2 separate regions of the Rattus norvegicus genome follow, and region 1 is linked to region 2. A link is a contact called in public Hi-C data. All regions are on one chromosome and are shown on one strand. Each heading gives the region's core, a stretch centred on a gene start, on an enhancer-like site or on the middle of the called end of the contact. The rest is flanking DNA. Distances are from core to core; before and after follow the strand shown.

Region 1 (7,350 bases), core at 4,212-6,711, 87 kb before region 2:
ATGGGCACTTCCTGCAGTCAGACCACCTGCTCACCGTACTCTGGAAGTGACGTATATCCCACCAGCCAGCATGACTCCTAACAACTGGTTCTCCCTGAATCTTCACTTCCTTTCTTCCATATAAACTACATCTGAGCATCTTTCCTCAGGGCTGTCACCTTTCCCACCCATTCTGTCAGAACATCATCCTCAGATACTGTAGGTTGATGACTATGTGAGGGCTGACACAAGTTAAGGCAAGGCCTGTAATTGGACGGAAAGTGGGCACAGAGTAAGGGAAGAGAGAGGAGAAAGAGGGAGAACCAAGATGGAGGCAGAGAAGGACGACCCAGATCCATGTGGCCTTAGATGGCCACAGGTAGTCTTGAATATTTCTTAAGGGGTAAACTTCTATGGGTCAATTTATCTTATCTAGGTGAGCAGTTTATATCATTATCAATTGGTTGTGAATTTATTGTGTGGATGTATTATGGATTGAGAATTTAACATATAAATCTGATTGCTATAAGTTATTGAGTCTTGATTTTAACAGGTTGCTGGGAGTTTATAATATAACTATTAGGGGCAGACGCTGGGAATATAAACAGAGCAGTGACAGAACTACGAGGGGTAGCCACTGCTGGGACCAGGAGGCAGTTGCTGGGAGTGTGGGCAGAGTCCACAGTAAGAGCTGCAAGATAGGTGGTCTCTATATGAAACCGGCGTGGCAGCGACCCGCCTTGGGAACGAGATGGGTGGACAGGTTGCTGTGGGCTCAGAGAGTAGCCATCAGCAGCATGAGATGGGAGGGAGCTTAGCGGGTAAGGTGCTTTGCTGACTGAGATGAAGACACCCCATAGAAGCCACATGGCCATACGGTACTGGCATTAGTGTGGGATAAAAGATTCTATTCTTTAACAATTACCACAGGGTACAACTCTGTTCTTCCTCTGCCAAAGAAAACTTACAAAAAAAAAAGCAACTTCCACTAAATGAATCTAAAGAGAAGTAAAGGAGAGATGGTTTAGCAGGTAACGGTGCTTTCTGTCTTGCAATGGACCTGGGTTCTATTCCCAGAACACACATGGTAGCTCACAGCTACTTATAACTCTAGTTCCAGGGCATCAGGCACACTCTTGTGGCATCGTTCTTGCCATGTTCCAAGGATTCACCAAACTTGCCTCCTCCCTTCAACCACACCCAGCCTTTGAGGTCTTCAACTTTGGAACAAGCTTGGTTTCATTCATGGACTCTCAGTCAAAGGACACCATATCAAGTCTGATTTTGCCTGGCACTTCCTTAAGAGACACACAGAGTGAACAAGCATGGATGATCACTGAAGTCTTCCTACCCATTTCTCCTCAGTCCCTGCCACCCTCTGCTACCCCCAACAAAGCCCTCTTTCCTTTGACTGTGGTGTAGGCGTGAGTAAGAGAGTGTGGGTGAGGCCCAAGTGTCTCTCTGAGAGTGAACAGCAGCATGTGATTGTATGTGTTTCCCTGAGCACCAGTGTGTGAGAGATTGTGCATGTGTGGACAGAAGATCTTCAGGAATGGGTCTCTGAGAAAATGGTGTGTGTGTGTGTGTGTGTGTGTGTGTGTGTGTGTGTTTGTGAAAGCAGCTGGTGTGTGTGTGTGTTTGTGAAAGCAGCTGGTGTGTGTGTGTGTGTGTTTGTGAAAGCAGCTGGTGTGTGTGTGTGTTTGTGAAAGCAGCTGGTGTGTGTGTGTGTGTGTGTGTGTGTGTGTGTGTGTGTGTGTGTGTGTGTGTGTGTGTGTGTGTGAAAGCAGCTGATATGGTGGAGAGAGACCCGAGCAGAGATGCTGTGGACAGGTGAGGAGCTTGTCTGGAAAAACCTGTGAGAGTCAGTTGGCTCCACTTGAATCAAAGGTGTGTGTGTGTGTGTGTGTGTGTGTGTGTGTGTGTGTGTGTGTGTGTGTTCCAAACACAATCATGTAGGACTGCAAGACATTTGTTCAGCTTACTTCTACTCCCCTCTCCTTATTGCTGCTTGCAAAGGGCACACAAAGAAAATGAGAACTCGAGCAAGATCACAAGGACCCATGAGTGATGGGCCCCTGTCTTGTAGGGAAGCACAAGTAGCATTCATTCATCTCTAAGCCATTTGTCAGCTGTGCTGGGAGGTGGTATTTTCCCTATACACTAGTATTAGATAGTGTTTTCTGAGCCCTCTAAGTGCAAGGCATGCTCCTTAGGAACAGTAAGAATAGCTTTTCCAAAGCTTCATAGCTGGTTAATAATGGGTTCTAGGTTCATCCCAGTGTAAGAACATGTATGTCATATACATAGACTAGATATATTGTCAGAAATGGTTGTTTCAGGGTCCTGTCCAACCCCCTGGGTCTAGGATCTGAGTTTGAGAGGAGCATGTAGGAGGCAGTGTAGGCAGAGGTAGAAATAACAAAAGGAAAAGCAACCATTTGAGTAGGGTCCATTAAGAAGAACAGAGTCCATGAGTAACCTTGTGAGTCTCAACTCCTCACTCAGCATGTGGTCTCAATGGTACCCCACTGGGACTGTAGCCTGGTGTAACTTACCTGGCCTGGAGGGTCAGCCCAATACCAGGATCATGGCAGCTGGACCATATGCAATAGCAGTTTGTTCCTGGTTGAAACCAAGCTGGTTGAAGTTGTTGGGTCAGCAGTTGTTATGGCTGGCCTGGGATTATGGAACCCATGCTACAATCCTCCATGGCTGGAGTCGCTCACTCCTCCTTTCCCAGCAGTTCTCCTGGCTGTTTCCAAAAGGAAGCCCTGGGGCCACAGACTTGCTGGTGTCTCCGCTACCCTACTTAGTAAGCTCAAGACTAATGAGAAATCCTTCCTCAAAACCATTTTTTAATGTAGACAGTGGCTAAGAAAGGATACCTAAGGCTGTCCTCTGACCTTATACACACACACACACACACACACACACACACACACACACGTACACAAATGCATGCACACATACATAAACACACCCAAAAGTCAAATGGAAGGTAAATGCCCAACAGAGCTCCTAGTGTGGCCCCACCAGGAAAGTTACCCATCTGGTACGTGCTAGCAGGACTGTGTGCAGTCTAGAGATCTCTATAGCTTCTCCCACATTTAAGAAAGCATAGATCTGAACAGGTAGGGCAGGGGGTGGCAGGCTTGACTTTGGTGGTAATGAGGAAACGGGGACTTGGAAGAATAGAGATGCTCTCCCTAAAGCCATACTTGGCTTGAGAAATTGAGTGACAAGCGATTGCTCCCAAGAACAAAGAGAAAGGACCTATTGTAAGGAATAAAAACAACAGTGCTGCTGCCATTGTATACAGTAAGGGATAAATACTTCCCTTATCACATTCCAACAAGCCACAGGTATTCCTTACAGAGAGGAGAGTGGAACCCCAGAAGGGTTCAATGACCTATTCAGGGCCCTCTGGGAGAGTGACGATCCTGAAAGTGACTTTTAATGCACAGTGTTAATAGTACAGTGGAAAGCTGACATAGGCCTCCATGTGACAGATACTGACAAAGATTGGAAAACTGGGCCTGGGGTAGGACGTCAGCTGAGACTAGAGCACAACAGGAGAAGACGCTGGAGGACTCATGTGGAGCACAAGCCAACATCTCTTTGAAAATGGATCTGTGTTGGGCACTCCGAGTCTCTGATCAAGGAGGAGAAAAAGAAAGCGAATCCTCATCATCATGGAACCGGTAAAATGGAGATACAGATGTGGAACCAGAACCCATACTCCACAGCCGTCTGTCTCATTAACTTTCTTTTTCAGAGCTGGCAAAAGTGGAGGTCCAGGAAGTTCTTTCTTTGAGGTCCCCCTTTCTCCTTTCCTCTCTTTAGTAACAGCCACCATGAACTATCTATAAGACATTTGCCACGCATCTTCCTCCTTGTCATGATGCTAATATCCACCTCAAGACTTTAATGATATCTACGCTAATATCTACATGCACGACTCTTTCTTCATTCCTATTTTAAGTGATGAGGAGGCTGCCTGGGGTCTCATGTCCACTCAGTATCCATGCATGGCCTTGACCTCACTCAGATCACAAGCTGTCAATGCCTCCTATTTTGTTGTTCCCTTGCTCTGTGGTCTGTCTGGGGCAGCTGCTGAGCAAACTCTGCCAAGTTCCATGATCTGTCTCCATTCCTGTCAAGGCTGCCATGCTATTAGAAAGGGGACGGGCAGAGACTGTCTTAGTTGTTTGGCATAAAGCCTAAGTATACAAGGATGGGCACCAGCATGGGCTAAGTCTCCCCATCCTCTTTGCCAAGGAGGCGGGGAATAGGAGACCGAGAAGGAATCGTCTAACCTTGTGCAAATCTTATTCGAGGTGTGAACACTGCAAACCAGGACACGATGTATCTATACACCCAAGACCAAGGGCCAGGGCACAGACAGAGGCAGCCACCAGATACAAATTAATAGGAGAGAAGAAACAGAGTAGTCTACCCTGGCGGTGCAAACCTGTTCTGCACTCGACGGCCGAGGCAGGGGGATAGCAAGTTCAAGGCCACCTGGACAATAGAGGGAGTTGGAAGTCAGCCCTGGAACTTCCCTCTTCCATGGGTGGCTTGGCAAGATTGTAAAGATATCTTATCTCAATGTACTCTGTTCTAAAGAAAAAAGATGGCTGAAAATTTAGCTCAGTGGTACTCAGTTAAGTGCTTGCTTAACATCTTTGGAGCCCCAAGTTCACTCCCCAGTACTAGAAGGAAGGAAGGGAGGGAGGGAAAGAGGGAGGGAGAGAGAAAAGGAGGAGGAGGAAGAGAAGGAGAGAGGGACTTGAAAGAAAGACCAGAATATGAGATTCAGAGTAGGGACTCCACACTGTGTTTTAGCCTGTGGGAGAACCTGAGGGTTGAGCCTGTCTGGAAGGACCATATCAGTCAGGCAGTGAGGGTTGTGTCCTGGCCTCTTGGGATGTACAGGAGGTGATGAAGAAAGAAATAAAATCCCGGCACTGTTTCCTAGGGTTGAAGAAACTCAGGTAGGAAGAAAGGCAAGGCTACCCTTGGAGGGAAGGCCTGGGGCAGGAGTAAGGGCCAATGTCCTGGGAGTGGAAAGGTCGGTTGACCACAGGATCTAGACCCCTGCCTGACCCAGAGCCCCAACATATGTTTTGCTGTTGTTTTGTTTTGTTTTTCTGGTTTCTGTGATGACAGAGGTAAATGGTGAGGAGAAATAGTCTAAGGGAACACACTGAGCCTCCCTTACCTTTGTAAAGGATCCCACTCACAATGGAAGGTCGGTGGGGACACATGCAGGTTTAACGGAGAGCTCCCCAAATCGACCGCCATGAGCAGTGGCTGGCACCTGGCCCCATCTTTTCCCACTCCCATCCACTGGCTTAAGAAATGTATGGGCTCAGTTGCCCCACCCCCACCCCAGATGGGCGCCAACATAGGTTATCCAATCTTTAGAGGCCCTGCCCCCTTATCTCCACAGCTGTCAGGAAGCTTCTGCAAGTACCAGCTCTAGTTACAGGGCATGGGCAGTGCAGGGGCAGCTGTCCAGGGCTGTCCCATGCTGTGGGCTCTTCTGACTCAGGGAAGTTGGGGGTTGGTTGGAAAGATGGAAATTTTCTCCGTGTCTCTGTGTCTCTGTGTCTTTCTGTCTCTGCCTGCCTCTCTCTCTCTCTCTCTCTCTCTCTCTCTCTCTCTCTCTCTCTCTCTCTCTCTCTCTCTCTGTCTCTCTCTCCTGTTCCCTGCTAATTTAAATTTTCTTTATGCCAGACTTCCCTTTCCCAGGCTTGTCATGTGCACCGTGACCTCGGCCTAGGCTGGGATACACGTGAGCAGGCCATCTTACAAGTCTGTCAGGTCACAATTATGTCTCGTTGGCCAGAGGCCATCGGTCTTCCATGTGCATGCACACAGTCCTTTTTGTTTGAGCAATAGAATACTCGTGTATACTTGTCTTCCTTCCAGCTCTAACCAGCGGCATGGAAGCTTTGTGTCCTCGGGGCTGTGGGAGACCCTGTCAAATGACAAGGGGTGTGTGTGTGTGTGTGTGTGTGTGTGTGTGTGTGTGTGTGTGTGTGTGTGTGTGTTGTGTGTGTGTGATGGGATAAGCGAGTACAGTGTGGGGTGCCCAAGGTTAACTTTGCAGCCCATCAAAAGGGACCTCTCTCAATCAGGAAGGGAAAACAGACCCTCAAGACTGGACTTCTACCAAACAAACTTCCTGCATCTTTGGAAGCAGGGAAGGACTGGTGGATCTGGGATTCTCCTGCCTGGTAGCTGCAAACTTCGAGAGCAAGTGACATTAAGGCAAGCCAGCTAGGTCTATGAATTCCAAAGCAGTGTGTAGGTTTCAAAAAAGAAGAAGCTGCTGGAAACTGAGCCAAATAATGCTGCCCTAAGTGTAGCAGTCAGCAACAGATACACAAAAAGATCAGCTTGTCCCCAGCCTTAGCACCACCCCAGGGCTCTGGTCCTGACTGACAGCCTTGTGGGTTTTGTCTGCACCTTTTATGTAACCATTATATCAGCTATGGATAAGAAATGGCCACATGGCTACTTCATACCTCTGCAAACTTGCAAATCTTTTCACGTCTACTGGTCAGTTTCCTCCCAAACCATGCAGGGGTCTCGGCATCTGTCCTACAGATGCCACAGATCCACACCTATGAAGAGAGTACAGTCTGCCTTATTTTGAGCACTCAAAAAGGATGTGGTTGGTTAAGAGTGTTTCAGAACGCGCAAGGCCCTGGGTTCGATCCCCAGCTCCGGAAAAAACTAAAAAAAAAAAAAAAAAAAAAAAGAGTGTTTCAGAACATGATATGAAAGATACCTCAGTCTTCTGGGACTATAAAGATCAGAAAGAAGCAGCAGAGAACTAGAAACTTCCCAAGCCTGGGTGAGTGTATAGAGGAAGTTCTCAGAATCCACCAAAGCCAGGCCACGGCAGGCAGAGAGGCCATGACTTGAGGTAGAGAGTGACTAAGACATTCTGTTCTCTGTCCTTTATAAAGTTGGTCCCTATGGGTTTGGAGTACAAGGAAGTGTGTGTGTGTGTGTGTGTGTGTGTGTGTGTGTGTGTGTGTGTGTGTGTTATGTTTATATGTATGTCTGTGTGTGTAGGATTGTTTATTAGTGTCAGCATAGGACAACATGTACCCAGAATTTAGGTGACAGCATCATAAAGTGTTATTGCAGCTGAAGGCTTTTGAGGATACACATATAAGGAAACACATGTATGCAAACACACACACACAGGCTTAATCGATGCATGTTGAATGACAACACTTCATGACCAATTTAAGGAATCGTTACCCTCATTGCATTCCTCTTAGATTTAGAGCCCTATACTAAAATTAGGTCAGTTGAACAAATCACAGGCTAGAGCAAAGAAACCTTGACTCA
Region 2 (7,082 bases), core at 1,137-3,636:
TGTTCCTGTCTCTGAGTTCCTTCTGCCCTTTTGGAAGTAGAGATCAACATGGTTGCTTAACATACACAGTCTTTCACTGATCTCTCCCCATGACCTCACTATCACCTTTCAAGGACCAATTCCCCATCCTCTCTCACTTTTCTTCTCTCTGCCCCCCTCTCTTCCCTACAAACCATCTCCTCTTTTACTGGTCCTTACACACGGGGTACTCTCCAGCCATGAGAAGTCAGCTAGCAAAAGAAAAAAAAATCGACTACTATAGGCCATATTTTGAGAGAACTGAGCAACTTTTGAGGAACTGGACAGAAGACCTAGTTTTCCCATTGCAAATGCTACACCAGGGTGAGCTGAACCCATCCCCACGCCACGCCTCTTTCTACCACTTCCCACCTGAACTTGACTCAAATGAGAAAATAACACTTGCTCTCTTTTCCTTCTAAAATACCGCAACCTATTTTTTAACATTCATTTGCTCCCTGCTTTCCCAGGCCTTCTGACAGTAGAGATAGGTTCTGGGAGCCAACCATCCCCCGGCCCCCGCCCGCCTTTTTGTTACATTGGTGCACACTGCTCTTCCTCCCTCTCCTAGCCACCAACACAATAAAACTGCGTTGGCAATGAGTGTAAAAGCACAACTTTAAACTTTGGGTTTGCTTAAAAAATGTGCCTATTGGCACACAGAGAACTGACACTCTGATCAGGATCGGGAATGAGAACACCACCGGGTGAGATGATCCCAACGGAGCCAGCCAGGGAAATAGTTTCTCAAAAGCAGTCCTCCAGCAAGAATTCTTATCATAGATAAGGGTGCAGTCTAGTGGCAAAAGTCATGAAATGCAGCCCCTTTTCCTAAAAGAACAGAGCACTTAGCAAGGGCAGAAGAGACTCCAAGAAGGGCAAGAACTCCCCAGACACCATCATGCTCTTGGTCATGTCTTTTTTACATGGGTGGGCAGTCTACAGACCACCTATCAGGTCAACTTAATTTTCAAAACAAACAAAAAGAGCTAAAGCCATCATATTCCTTCTTTCAAAAATTAAGTTTTCTTTCATTTTCCTACGGGGAGAATGGTCCCAAGTGCTGACCAGCGGTCTGGGGATTTGTGAGGCATGAAGTCCTGGGTGAGGACTTCTCATGTGGAGGCCCCAGGGTCCTGCCGTCTCAAATACCTCTGCACACATTAATCTTAAAACAAGGTCTCCTGCAGTCAGGTACCTGTTCGCTCCAGGATCTGCCTGCCCTGTTGTCAACCCCAAGAAGGTTATCACTTTAGTCTACCTTCCTTCCATTTAAAAGGACATTGAAGGTGTCTATGTCACCAGATAAAATTGACCACCCACAGCATTTTCTCCAGGGACTCAGTCACTGCTCCCAACAAAGCTGGGGCAGAAGGGGGGGGTTATCCTTTCTTGAAAGTACACAGTGCACACACACACACACACACACACACACACACACACACACACACACACGAGCTTCCCTAGTCATCTATGTAGGTGAAAGAAAATGACCATTGAGTATAACCAAAATCAGTATCCCACCAGAACAACAACGACAAGCCCGTGCCATAATCCCTCTGTCCGGACTTCTGATGGGGGGAGGGGTGTGTGTGCACACACACCCTCCTTTTCTCCTTTAAATTCATCTCAACGCCCCTCACCAGCTACTGTACACTACTTGTCCCCCAAACACAAACACACAGACAGGCAAACCTTCAATAGTCATTTAGACACTTTTTTTTCTTAAGTTGGAAATGACTTCTTGGGTAGGGTATACACGGCTAATAAGAAAATGTGACTCCTAACAGCCAGTGTCCGGGCTAGTTGTCCAGAAAACCCACTCGCCCCATTGTGTTCACCCAGCTCCTGACGATTACAGCCATCCACCCCTCCCTCTACTTTCTCCCTCTTCTCCTCTGTAGCTCGCCCCGTACCCCCAAGCCCTTTCCGTACATTCCGTGGGGAGGAGGGCGCTGTGCAGGGAGCGAAGGGGAGCCCCCGTGTCTAGAAGGCCTCTCCCCACCCCCACCCCGTGTGAGTTTGCGCTGCAAAGCTCCCTGGCATCCTTGCATGGGTTGGGTGTTGGGGAGCTCAAATTGCAGCTACAACTGGCTGGCAGCCAGGGGCCGTCTATTTAAAAGCGCCTGCTCGACCAGAGCCCGCAGTCTCTTTGGAAACTTCTGCCGGGGGTTTTAAAAGAGCTAGGAAAGAGCTGCAAAGCTGTTTGGGCTTTTTTTCCCCCCTTTTTTGTTCCTTTTTGTTATCCCCCTCCTCGGTCTGCACCCTTCTCCGGACTTCCTGCGGGTTTCGAAGAGGTGGTGGCAGAGCAGGAGAAAAGAGGTGTTGGGGTCCAGGTTTGGTGAGGTCTGAGTTTTTGCCTTTTTCTTTTTTCCTCTCCCTTGATTTCAACATTTTCCCGATCTTCTTGGCGCCGCCGACGCCTCTTACCTGTTCTGCGCAGCGGCGCAGCTGGCAGCTGAGAGAAGTGGGGGTGCGTTTTAGGTTTTAAGCAAAGGCAAAAAAAAAAAAAATTAAGCCAAATCCATTTTTTTTCCTTCACCTCTCCCCGTTTCAAGGCCTCCAAGATCATTATTTCTGTAGCTTTGGGGTGAGCGATTCTGTGTTTCTCTTCATCACCCCTCCAATTCTGCCCCGATCCCGCCTGGGTCTCCACTCACTGCGTGCACCTGGCGCGCCTCTTTTTTTTTCACCCCCAACCTGTTGCAAGTCTTTAATCCTTGCAATTGGGACTTGCGTGCAGGCACCTGAATCCTCCTTGCCTCATATTTTGCAAGTGTTTGGAGGACAGCACCTGCTTTACCTGCAAGAGATATTTTTTAAAAAAAAAAAATCTCCAGGCTCCCTCTTGGCCCCTTTCTCCACACACTCTCGCTCTCCTGCCCCGCCCCGAGGTAAAGCCAGACTCGGAAAAAATGGTGATCAGCGTGGTCCTCCTGCTGCTGGCCGCCTGTGCCGTGCCGGCTCAAGGCCTGGGCTCTTTCGTGCATTGTGAACCCTGCGACGAGAAAGCTCTGTCCATGTGTCCCCCCAGCCCTCTGGGCTGTGAGCTGGTCAAAGAGCCCGGCTGTGGCTGCTGCATGACTTGCGCCCTGGCGGAGGGACAGTCGTGTGGCGTCTACACTGAGCGCTGCGCCCAGGGTTTGCGCTGTCTCCCCCGGCAGGATGAGGAGAAGCCGCTGCACGCCCTGCTGCACGGCCGCGGGGTTTGCCTCAACGAAAAGAGCTACGGCGAGCAAACCAAGATAGGTGAGCGCTACCGGGATTCCAGTTGCACCACACGCGAGCTGGGGAGGGAGGCACCTTGGATGGGTGGGGACCCGGGATAGATTGGGAACTCGAGCGCTTTGCGCACGCCAGTGGCTTAGACCCTGGTAGCTCCTGGGAGTAGATGGGGTGGGTCCTTGCACCTCAGACTTGAATCCCTGGCAGAGCCTGCTATCCTAAGCTGCTGCCTAACTCGGCCTGTACCAGTTTACACTCCATCTCCTTTCAATCTCCACCCCAGCCTGACCCTCCCCCACTCCTAACTCGTGGCAATCCTGACTCCGAGCTCCTTCTGAGTCTCAAAGTCCAAATCCCTAGAATCCACTCTGAAAAAGAACAGGTTAAATTATCAACTCCCTTCTCCACCCCGCCCCCATACTTTTCTCCCTAAACTTTAAAGATTCTTTTGTGTTAAAGGTCATTCTAATTGGAATCTAGAGATGCGTTATCCATCTTCAGAGCTAATTCTACCTTGATTCCCTCCAAGCCTCACCCCAACCCCCATCTCAGTGCCTCCAGATTTACCTCTCCCTCCATTCCTACTTGCTCAGGGGCGCGCGCGCGCGCGCGCGCGCGCGCGTACACTCACACACACACCCCACATCTTTGACAACTAATGTCTTTTGGGTGACGGTATTGAGAGCTCACCCCCATGTACACTTGCTGCTTTTGAATTAATATGATTGACTATGATCGATGATAAAACACGTTAGACTGTAAAATGTCTCTTTTTTTTCCTCCCAGGAAGAGAAAGAATACTTCAGGAGTGCTGGGGTAGCGCGTGGGGTATGGGCTGAAAGAGTTTGGTGTTCTGTGCCGAATATTCGTCCCTGAATTTAATGCTTTTTTTCCCCTCCTGAATTCAGATTTTACTTAGGATAAAAGATGGACATAGGTTTGAGAGGTGAAGAGGGATGTGGGATGAAGACAGCCTCAAGTTCCCACTGGATGCTGGCCCTCTCCATCTCTCCTCCCTTTTTCCCCACTCCACCCCACCCTAGCACCCTCACCCTCCACCAATCACTTAAACCAGACTAAAAGTGAGTGTGGCTAAGTGCGTAAGAGGCCCTGGAAACACAGAATGCAAAATTCAAGGGGTGGAGACAAGAAGACTACGCTCTGGGAACCACCCCTCCGCTTGCCCTGCCCCCTCTTGCCCCGCCTCCAAATTCTCTGTGCCTGGAGTGTGGTTTAAATGATTGACAGAGCTTCTTGTTCAATCAGAACAGTTTTGCCTCGAGCTAGGGTTCTTTGGGGAGTTACCTTATTACATATTTTTATTATATTATATATTATATATTTATTTAAGCTTAACCAACAATGCACAAAATCTGGGCTAGGAGAGATTAAAAGCTATTGACTCTCTCCTAGAGGTCTTTAGACTTGGCTACATGTTTTATTTGGTTCCTTACAAAGATAAAGCCCTTCTCACCACCTGTCGTCCTCCATTACTCCAACGTGAGGTAGGGTTGTAATTTTTTTTGAACGCAAACTAAAGACCTATGGATTTCACCTCGTGGGAGGGTGCGTGAGTGCCCATTAGTAGGCAGCAGAGCTTGCGTGAGCTCAGCCTCTCTCCTCGGAAACTGTAGATTTGAGCTGTCACCCATGAGGGGGATGGAGGAGTACAAACTGCGGAAGCCCCTAAAGATCAATTTTCGCGCTTATTTCTATTACATTTCTGCCTACCGAAACCGTAGGAATCCATTATATAGCTACATGGCTTGGAGACAAAAGGGGTGGCTAGCAATCTAATCACAGCCGAATTATGCAAGTTATGACTCCTCAGTATCCCGGCCCACTTTTATTTGCCCAGCCAAGCGATAGATAGGGAGTATCTGGGATAGAAGGTGTGCGCTTAATGCACACGCACGCACGCGCGCGCGCGCGCGCAAATGCTGGGCCAGCAAAGAGGCAGCATCCAACTTCCCAAGCGGACCCAGTGCACACACGCGCGTGCACATACATGCACACACGTACGCACGATTTTTTGTCCCTCTCCAGATTGCTTTAGAATTCTCTGCAGCCTCTTCAACCCGAAGCAACCCCCTCTCCTTGCCCTCAGTCCCACCCCAGCCCGCCTCAGGCAGGTGCCCAGTGGCTTGCAATTGCGCCCTGGCTGCTGTCCACAGTGGCAAAGGTTAATACCTTCCTCCCGAATGGGAGCCGGCTCTCGGAGAAGATCCTTCAACCCGAGAGCCATTAGTTAAATCCCCCGCCCCCAAAAAAAGCTAACGGTGACGTCATTCTTACGGAAAGGAAAATGGATAACGAAGAGAGGAGGTGGTCTCCTTTAGGAGAAATTCTTGTTCCCAGGCCCCCTCCCCCACCATTGAAATCTGAATATTGTGAGCTTGGAAAATCCTTTTCTCCCCCGTGAATGGAAGCTATAATATACATATACTGTGCATTTAGTATGCAACCCCAAATATATAGCATATATTCATATTATTGCATTATATAACACCCCCCAGTACAGTGAGTTTCAAGATTGAGAAGTGAGGAGCGAAGAAGAGGTGGCTGGCCGCCAAAGCTTCGGGAGAGGGGGGTGTAAGCAGGCAGGCTAGGGTTTTGCTGGGTGCGTTGCTTGGCAACTGGAGAGGGAGTCGCCTAGATGTCGTCCTGGGCTTGGAGTGCGCCTGGCTCTGCATTTTCTTTTGGCCAGTGCAGGGGCCAGCGATAGATATAGAAACGGAGGGCAGTGTGTGTGAGGCTAAGGGGACTAGGGAGACAAGGGTTTCTAGGGCCAAGAACAATAAAGAAAGGTGAGCCTCAGTGAGTCAAAAAAGGCCTAAAATTTGTTGAGGGCATTCTCTAGAAAATGGCCTGTGGTTTCAGAGGTGGGAGCCTCCTGGAGGCTCTGGGGAGTAACTCCCGGGCTAGCGGAGACCTGAAATCTGAGATGTGGGGAGCAGAGGGTTGTGAGTGTCGATCCTGTCATTGAGAAACAAGGCAAAAATCAACATAAAATGTGCTACTGGAGAAGCAAGGGAAGGGGGGACATTATGTAAATGAAAATTAATTCAGCCTTTGCTTCTTTGATGGCTTTGGCCTCCTTCAGGCTGGCTTCGGCTCCAAGCCCGATCCAAATGCCACGCTGAACTTAATCCAGAGTAAGACTTTTTGGCCAAATTCATGTCTGGATTGAACAAGATTATGAAAAATTGAAGGAGCCAGATGACTTTCCCACCTCACGCCCTCCCTTTGAAGCAAGCCTGTGAGTGAGGGCTATGCTGAAGCCAACCAAAACCGGAGCTGGGCGACAGGGGTGGTGCTTTAACTAGACGTTTCTTGCCTTTGCCCCCAACTTTTCTGCTGCGTCAGCAAGGCTTAGAGGCGGCAGCACAGCTGGCCCAGTGAAGCTGCTTTTCTTTCCAAGTCTCTTCTTTTTTTTCTGCCTCCACTATCCTCCCCTCCCCTCCCCTCCCTCATGTCCACGCCCCAACTCTGAGGCAGCCCCTGAGGGCGGAGTTTTAAATCTGAGCAGCTCTGCCTTTGCCCTCGCGCTTTAAGCAAGCGGCCACCTGCAGCTGCACAGGCAGAGTGACCCTCCAGTCAGAGTCACTGAGCTGGTTAGAACCGAGGATCCGGAAGCAATTCCCTGCCAACCCGGCCCTGCTCTTAATTCATGGAGGAGGAACAAAAGGGAAGATTTACAAAAAAAAAAAAAAAAAAAAAGTTTTACTTTGAGCAGCCAATGCCTGTAAAACCTTAAGGTATTTAATGTGGAGAAAAATTAAAATTTAAAGAAGAGATTATACCCTCCAAGCCACCACATTCAGAAGGTGGAGGGACTC

The links. A called contact is a pair of places that touch in the nucleus more often than the background predicts.
Region 1: a contact with region 2 is called in a Hi-C map of Schwann cells, with 2.7 times the contacts expected there. The contact joins the enhancer-like site here to the promoter of Igfbp5 in region 2. A contact is called at or near these places in 2 of 12 Hi-C or Micro-C datasets (Schwann cells and mammary epithelial cells).

What each region holds. Positions count from the first base shown.
Region 1 is chr9:81,998,877-82,006,226 of GRCr8, reverse strand. It overlaps LOC120094704 (a long non-coding RNA gene), which reads right to left. Exons shown (of 3, transcript XR_005489198.2): 3 at 6,810-7,350. It overlaps LOC134480592 (a long non-coding RNA gene), which reads left to right. Exons shown (of 2, transcript XR_010055028.1): 2 at 3,489-3,928. Among named protein-coding and RNA genes, the nearest start is that of Tnp1, 42 kb to the left of the region's middle. Within about 2 kb of position 5,461, at least 2 of the 93 cell types and tissues checked have an H3K27ac peak or open chromatin away from gene starts, as enhancers often do. A contact at or near this core is called in Schwann cells, where this site is marked.
Region 2 is chr9:81,909,491-81,916,572 of GRCr8, reverse strand. It overlaps Igfbp5 (insulin-like growth factor binding protein 5), which reads left to right and starts at 2,386. Exons shown (of 4, transcript NM_012817.2): 1 at 2,386-3,267. The coding sequence starts at 2,934.